Regions from separate parts of the Mus musculus genome. Here region 2 is linked to region 1. The links are chromatin contacts, called in public Hi-C maps. All regions are on one chromosome and are shown on one strand. The core of a region is the stretch at or near the end of the contact, and the rest is flanking DNA. Distances in the headings are between cores, read along the strand shown. Region 1 has its middle 24 kb from the start of 4933402C06Rik. Region 2 holds the start of Vstm2b (V-set and transmembrane domain containing 2B).

Region 1 (2,623 bases), core at 43-2,542:
AGAGAAGAATAAGAGGTAATTAATTGTCTATGTTCTGGGCAGAGACCTGTCCAATGAATGGCTCAGCTCAGCTCAGCCAGTCCTGCTCAGTCTGAGTTGTGCTCTTCCATCTGTATGCTCACACATAATCAAACATTCTGCATATTGCACACATAATCATGTGTATGCACATGCATGCATATGTATAATATGTACATAGATACACACCTCAGATCTTAGACTTTCAAAGAGAAGCCAGCTAACCAAGGCCAACAATTCCACACCACGAAGGCAATGCACCCTTTGTCCAGATTTCCCTCACCAACAGGGTCACTGCGGGATGTTTTGTCTGTATCAGTGACTGCCTGGCTGGTATGAGCTGTCAAGGGGGCACTGAGCTAAGGCACATCTGGATTGGCTATGGCTGTGCTCCAATTGAGGTGCCTTGACTGCTGAATTCTAAAAGTGGATTCCTGCCCCAGTTGTACAGTTTGTATAATTCAGCCTTTTTGTGTGTGTCAGAAACTGAGAGTGTATGAATACTATGGGGGCTTTATCTTCATTATTTTGCTGCATGACTTACCTATGAGCTTAAGAATGCTAATCAGAGCTGGACATAATGCAGAAATAGAGCATAAACTAGGTCCTGGGTGCAATCTCCAGTATCCATCTATCAATTGACCAAATAGATAGATGGATAGTCTCTCTCTCTCTCTCTCTCTCTCTCTCCCTCTCCCTCGCCCTCGCCCCCACCCCCTCCCCCCCTCCCCCCCCTCTCTCTTCACACACACACACACACACACACACACACACACACACACACACACACCACACATATGAGCTGAGGTAACAAAAGGAGATTATTTTTGGGCCTAGCATGACTCATTTAAATATGGGTCTAGAGTACAAAGCAGAAATATCAGAGAGATTCAAGCATGGGCCAGAGTCTTTCTGGATTGGCAGAAGTCAGACACTGATACTGTGATCTGACAATGGGGGTTATGAATAGGAGAGCAGAGGTGACTGGAAGCTAAGAGTGATGATAGCCAACAGCTCACAAGAAAACATGAATGTCAGTCCTGTATGTCCAGGGAGCTGACTTCTGTGACTTCTGACCACATGCTGAACGAGCTGGGAAGGATCAAGTTCACTGACTTCATGACTTCAGCCTTGGAAAATGAAAGCTCACGAATGTGTGCTGTTTGTGGCAGGTTGTTACATAATAGTGTAAAATGAGCACTAGGCCCTGAATACTGCAGAGCCACTACCTCCATCCTTGTGACTCAACAGCAGGGCTGTAGCCTGAGTTGGGTTTTTTTTTTTTTTTTATGCTTTATCCTTCCCTGTAGGAAGGGCCCCAGACACAGTGCAGGCCTGTGTTATCACAGTCTACAGAAACAGATGAGCACGGATTGCCAGAAGCAGTGGACTGCTTGCCAGGGTCATGAAAGTTTTTATGGCGTACAGGAATTCAAATCTTAGACCTCATGTGGTAAGGATGCGTGAGAGCAAAGCTCTTTCTTTATTGTGGGAGGGAAGGAGAAGAAGGAGGGGGAAAGGAAAGAAGGAGAAAAGAGGGAAGGAGAGAAAGAGGGAGAGGAAGAGATAAACCAGCAAGGGAAGGGAGGGGAGAAGAGAGGGGAGGAAAGGGTAGAGCAGAGGGGAGGGGAGGAGAGGAAAGGAGAGAAGAAGAGAGGAGAGGAGGGGAGGGGTGAGGAGAGGAGGGAAAGGAGGGGAGAATAAGATATATCCTCCAAAGGCACATTGTTTACCCCCCCCCCACCCCCCAGCTACTTCCTTCCTCCAGTCAGGTCTCAGCCGCCACAGTTTCACCCCTTTCCAATACTCTAATTATGAACCTCTGAGGCCAGAGCCGTCGTGATTCACTTGCCTCTCCAGAGCCTCACTTCTGAACATGGCCGTGAGGACTAAGCCTTCAGCTCATTAAAGACACTTCATATCCAAGTCACATTTCGGGAAAATGACCACAGCATTGAGGCTGAGCTGGATCTGAATGTCGTTCCTCTTACTTGCGCAGGGCCCTGGATCCAGCAGGTTATCTGGGCTATGAGCGCTGCTCTGTGCTCAAGAGTCATGAAGCCAGGGGAATGCTGCAGAGGAGGGGTCATTTCCACACTGTCCTCAGGGCTGTGCAGAGTAGACACCTCTCCACTCTCTACTCCCCTTTATAATGTCAGAGCATATTTTGTAAATATTGTCACTGTCAACAAGATTGTCCATTCCTGTTCACGAGGCTATTCTGAATTCTAGCAGTCCATAGAAATTGGTGCACTACTCCCAGGTGCAAAATGGCTCTTCTCCATGGAAATAAAAAAGAAGGGAGGGAATGTAATCCTTGTTTCTGGAAAACAAAACAAAACAAAACAAACAAACAAACAAACAAAAACTGTTCACTGCTGTCCTCAAATGGGTACCATTGCTGCTTGACCCACGTGGGAAGCATGCCTTCACCAAGCACCAGAAGGGACCAGTGAAACTGTATCATAGACATTACATCCCTGTAGGTGGGTCCTGGGTGAACTGCCTGACTCACTCAGCTCTGCTGCTCCTAAGAGTCTACTCACAGCTTTCTTTCTTCCCCTCTCCATAGATCCCACCAGGGTTCTTCATTACCAGGCTCATC
Region 2 (2,623 bases), core at 91-2,590, 200 kb before region 1:
ATGGAAGCTAGAGGTGAGTGACCTGCTGGCTACCATGCTCTAGTACCCTCTTCTCTACCACATAAACACAATCTGAAGGAGCTGAACTCCTTGGCCCTGGGACCCCAGAGTGGCAGAAGAGAGCCTGCCAGAATCAAGTGATCTGCTTTTTTTCTCACGCTAGCACCCATCAGAGTATAGTCCCAAAGCTAGCTTGCATGAGCAGGAAAATTGGGCCAGGTGTGTGTAGGTTTTCAGGGGCTGGGCGAGAAGGGGAAAGAGTGATAAAGAACCTATAGCATCCGGGGACATCCGTTTACTTTGTCAATACTGTGGAGATACAGAGGACGGGAGGTGGCTGAGCGACAGGGCAGCGCCCTGTGGAGGTACCCCTCACTTCCACTGGAAGAAGTCGGGTAAGCACGGGTGCAGCGAAGGGCAGCGGATTACCTTGCTCCGGGCGCCCGGCACGCTGAGCGCCAGCTCGTGTAACAGCTCCCGGGGAGGCTCCTTGAGGTACCACCACTGAATCTCCAGCGAGTAAGAGGTGGCTCCGCTGGCCCGGAACGCGCAGGGCATTTCGATATCGTCACCCTCTCGCACGGTTACATCTTTGGGGACTTCGGTGAATGTAGCTGGGGGCGGGAGAGAGAGGCGTGACCAGGGGATAGGCGAGGTGGGGGTAGGGTTGGGAGAGCTTGGGGCTACCCGAGGCTGAGGCGGTCGGTCTCCTGCTACCGGGCCTTGGGCTCACCCACACTCCTGTCCCCAGCTACTAAGTGACCCTGGGCGAGAGGCTCCAGCAAAGTTCAGGGAGCAGCTGCAAAGGTGGCAGCGGGGGTCCGCCACTTGCTGCAGGCTACTCCCCTCCAGGTCGTGCAGGGTTTAGGGGAGGTAGGGCCGTATCACTGGAGCTGGGCTGGGAAGCGCCAACTCTGGCTTGCTGCAGGCCTCCTCTGCTTAGCGGGGACTGGGTGAAAGGACTCCCTAAGCGGACGCCACAGCTGCAGAGACCCTCTTCTGCGCTCGTGCTCCTACCCACTCCCAGCCTGGGTTGCACACCCGAATTGCTGGAGACCGTAAAGCCTGCCGCTTCCTTTCCTCCTCCGCGGTGGCCAGCGGGCAGACTTCCGTGGCCTTAGCAAAGGGTCCCCTGAGCCCATCGCGGCCGCGAAGTTCCCGCGCTCACCGTCGGCCACGAAGAGCAGCAGGCTGTGCAGTAGCAGAGGTAGCAGGTATCCGAGGGCGCCGAGCCGGTTCCGCTGTTCCATCTCCCGCAGGGTTGCGGCGGCGGCGGGGGCCCGGCGCGGAGAGGCGGCGGCGGCGGCAGCTTGGGCTCGGCTCCGGCTCGAGCTCCGGCTAGGACGCCTCGGAGCCTGCCATGGCCCCGCACGGCGCCCCCTCCCCTGGCCGCCGGCGGCCGCCAATCAGCCCAGCTTCCTTGCCGGCTGGCCCGGCGCGGCTCCGGCGGGGGGCGCTACGCGGGGGACGCAGGAGACGAGGTCCCTCCAGGAGGATCCTTCGGTCTGTACCTCCTTCAGTCCGGTGCTCCACAGGAGAATAGGGATCCGCAGTTCAGACTCTGGCGGGCGGGCCAGGAAACTGCCGGACTGCGCCAGGATCCATCCTTGGAGAAGGGAGTGAGTGCCTGTAAGGCACCAACGTCTGCCTCCTGGTCTCCTTCTGGCTGGGCTCCCGACTGCCACCTCCTCCGACTCCCGGGGAGCTCTCCCGCCGCCGCCCCCGCTGGTTTCTCCACCGCTCACTCTTCAAGGCGAGTGGGCGCTCAGCCGCGGCGTGCAGACCTGGCGTCCGACCGTAGCGCAGCGCGGGGAGAGCGGGTCCAGCGTGGCCGACCCGCAGCCCGAGAGAGGCGGGGAAAGGGGGGAGGGGAGAGGAATGGAGGGGGCGGTCAGTGGCTGGGTGGCGAGCAGCCTCCTCCACAGCATCACCCCCGCCCTCCTCTCGGAGTCCGCCCCGCCCCTACCCCGTCGTCCCCCACCTCCCGCCCCCGCCGCGGGGTCATTCGTAGCGACCACCATCTCTCTAGCTGCAGCGCAACCCCACCCCGCGTCTGCTTTGCTTAGGGGGTCCTCCCACCCAAACTCCTGGCTTCTTCCCAGTGTCCATCTCTGGAGACAGCTGCTCCACCCTGCTTTCTGTGTGTCCCCCACCCTCTCCGCAGCCCCCAGTGTCTCCAACTCCTTACCCAGGTTTGGACCACGAGCCACGCCACTCTTTGGCCCAGACCCGGGCCATGGCGGGTGGGTGGGCTCCAGGGGAATGCAAGAAGGGAGGAGTGCTATGTCCGGCCAGCAGCAAGACCAAGTGACAGTGAAGACTAGGAGTCCGCAGTGTGGGAACAAGAACTGAGCGTCCAGCGCCGGGCGAGCAGGTGCCTGTGGCGCGGAGCGCACCAGGGAGCCAGCAGGCAGTGGCCGTGAGTGACAGCAGAGGTGGTGCGGGTGGGGTGAAATGGGGAGCGCCGGGCACGACTCAGGGCTCAGGAGGTTTCTGGGTGGGGACCGTCTTCCTGCCCAGAGAGAGGGCTAGTCCCTGTGTCCTTGCAAGCAAGCTCTTCCTGGCCATTTCCCACTCTGTACCCAAAGCAAAGGGGATCCTCCAGCCCCCGGGTGGAAGCAGG

Evidence for each region. A called contact is a pair of places that touch in the nucleus more often than the background predicts.
Region 2: a contact with region 1 is called in a Hi-C map of uterus, with 2.2 times the contacts expected there. The contact joins the promoter of Vstm2b here to the enhancer-like site in region 1. A contact is called at or near these places in 1 of 39 promoter capture datasets (hippocampal neurons), 5 of 484 Hi-C or Micro-C datasets (cerebellar granule neurons, myocytes, nephron progenitors and 1 more), 2 of 115 datasets of contacts at active chromatin or transcription factors (neural progenitor cells and stem cell-derived neural progenitor cells) and 4 of 9 other capture datasets (adipose tissue, embryonic stem cells, liver and 1 more).

The regions. Positions count from the first base shown.
Region 1 is chr7:40,697,075-40,699,697 of GRCm38.p6, reverse strand. No RefSeq gene overlaps it. Among named protein-coding and RNA genes, the nearest start is that of 4933402C06Rik, 24 kb to the right of the region's middle. Within about 2 kb of position 1,292, at least 14 of the 459 cell types and tissues checked have an H3K27ac peak or open chromatin away from gene starts, as enhancers often do. A contact at or near this core is called in uterus, where this site is marked.
Region 2 is chr7:40,897,995-40,900,617 of GRCm38.p6, reverse strand. It overlaps Vstm2b (V-set and transmembrane domain containing 2B), which reads right to left and starts at 1,340. Exons shown (of 5, transcript NM_021387.3): 1 at 1,169-1,340; 2 at 430-614. The coding sequence starts at 1,250. It overlaps A230077H06Rik (RIKEN cDNA A230077H06 gene), which reads left to right and starts at 2,294. Exons shown (of 5, transcript NR_040329.1): 1 at 2,294-2,419.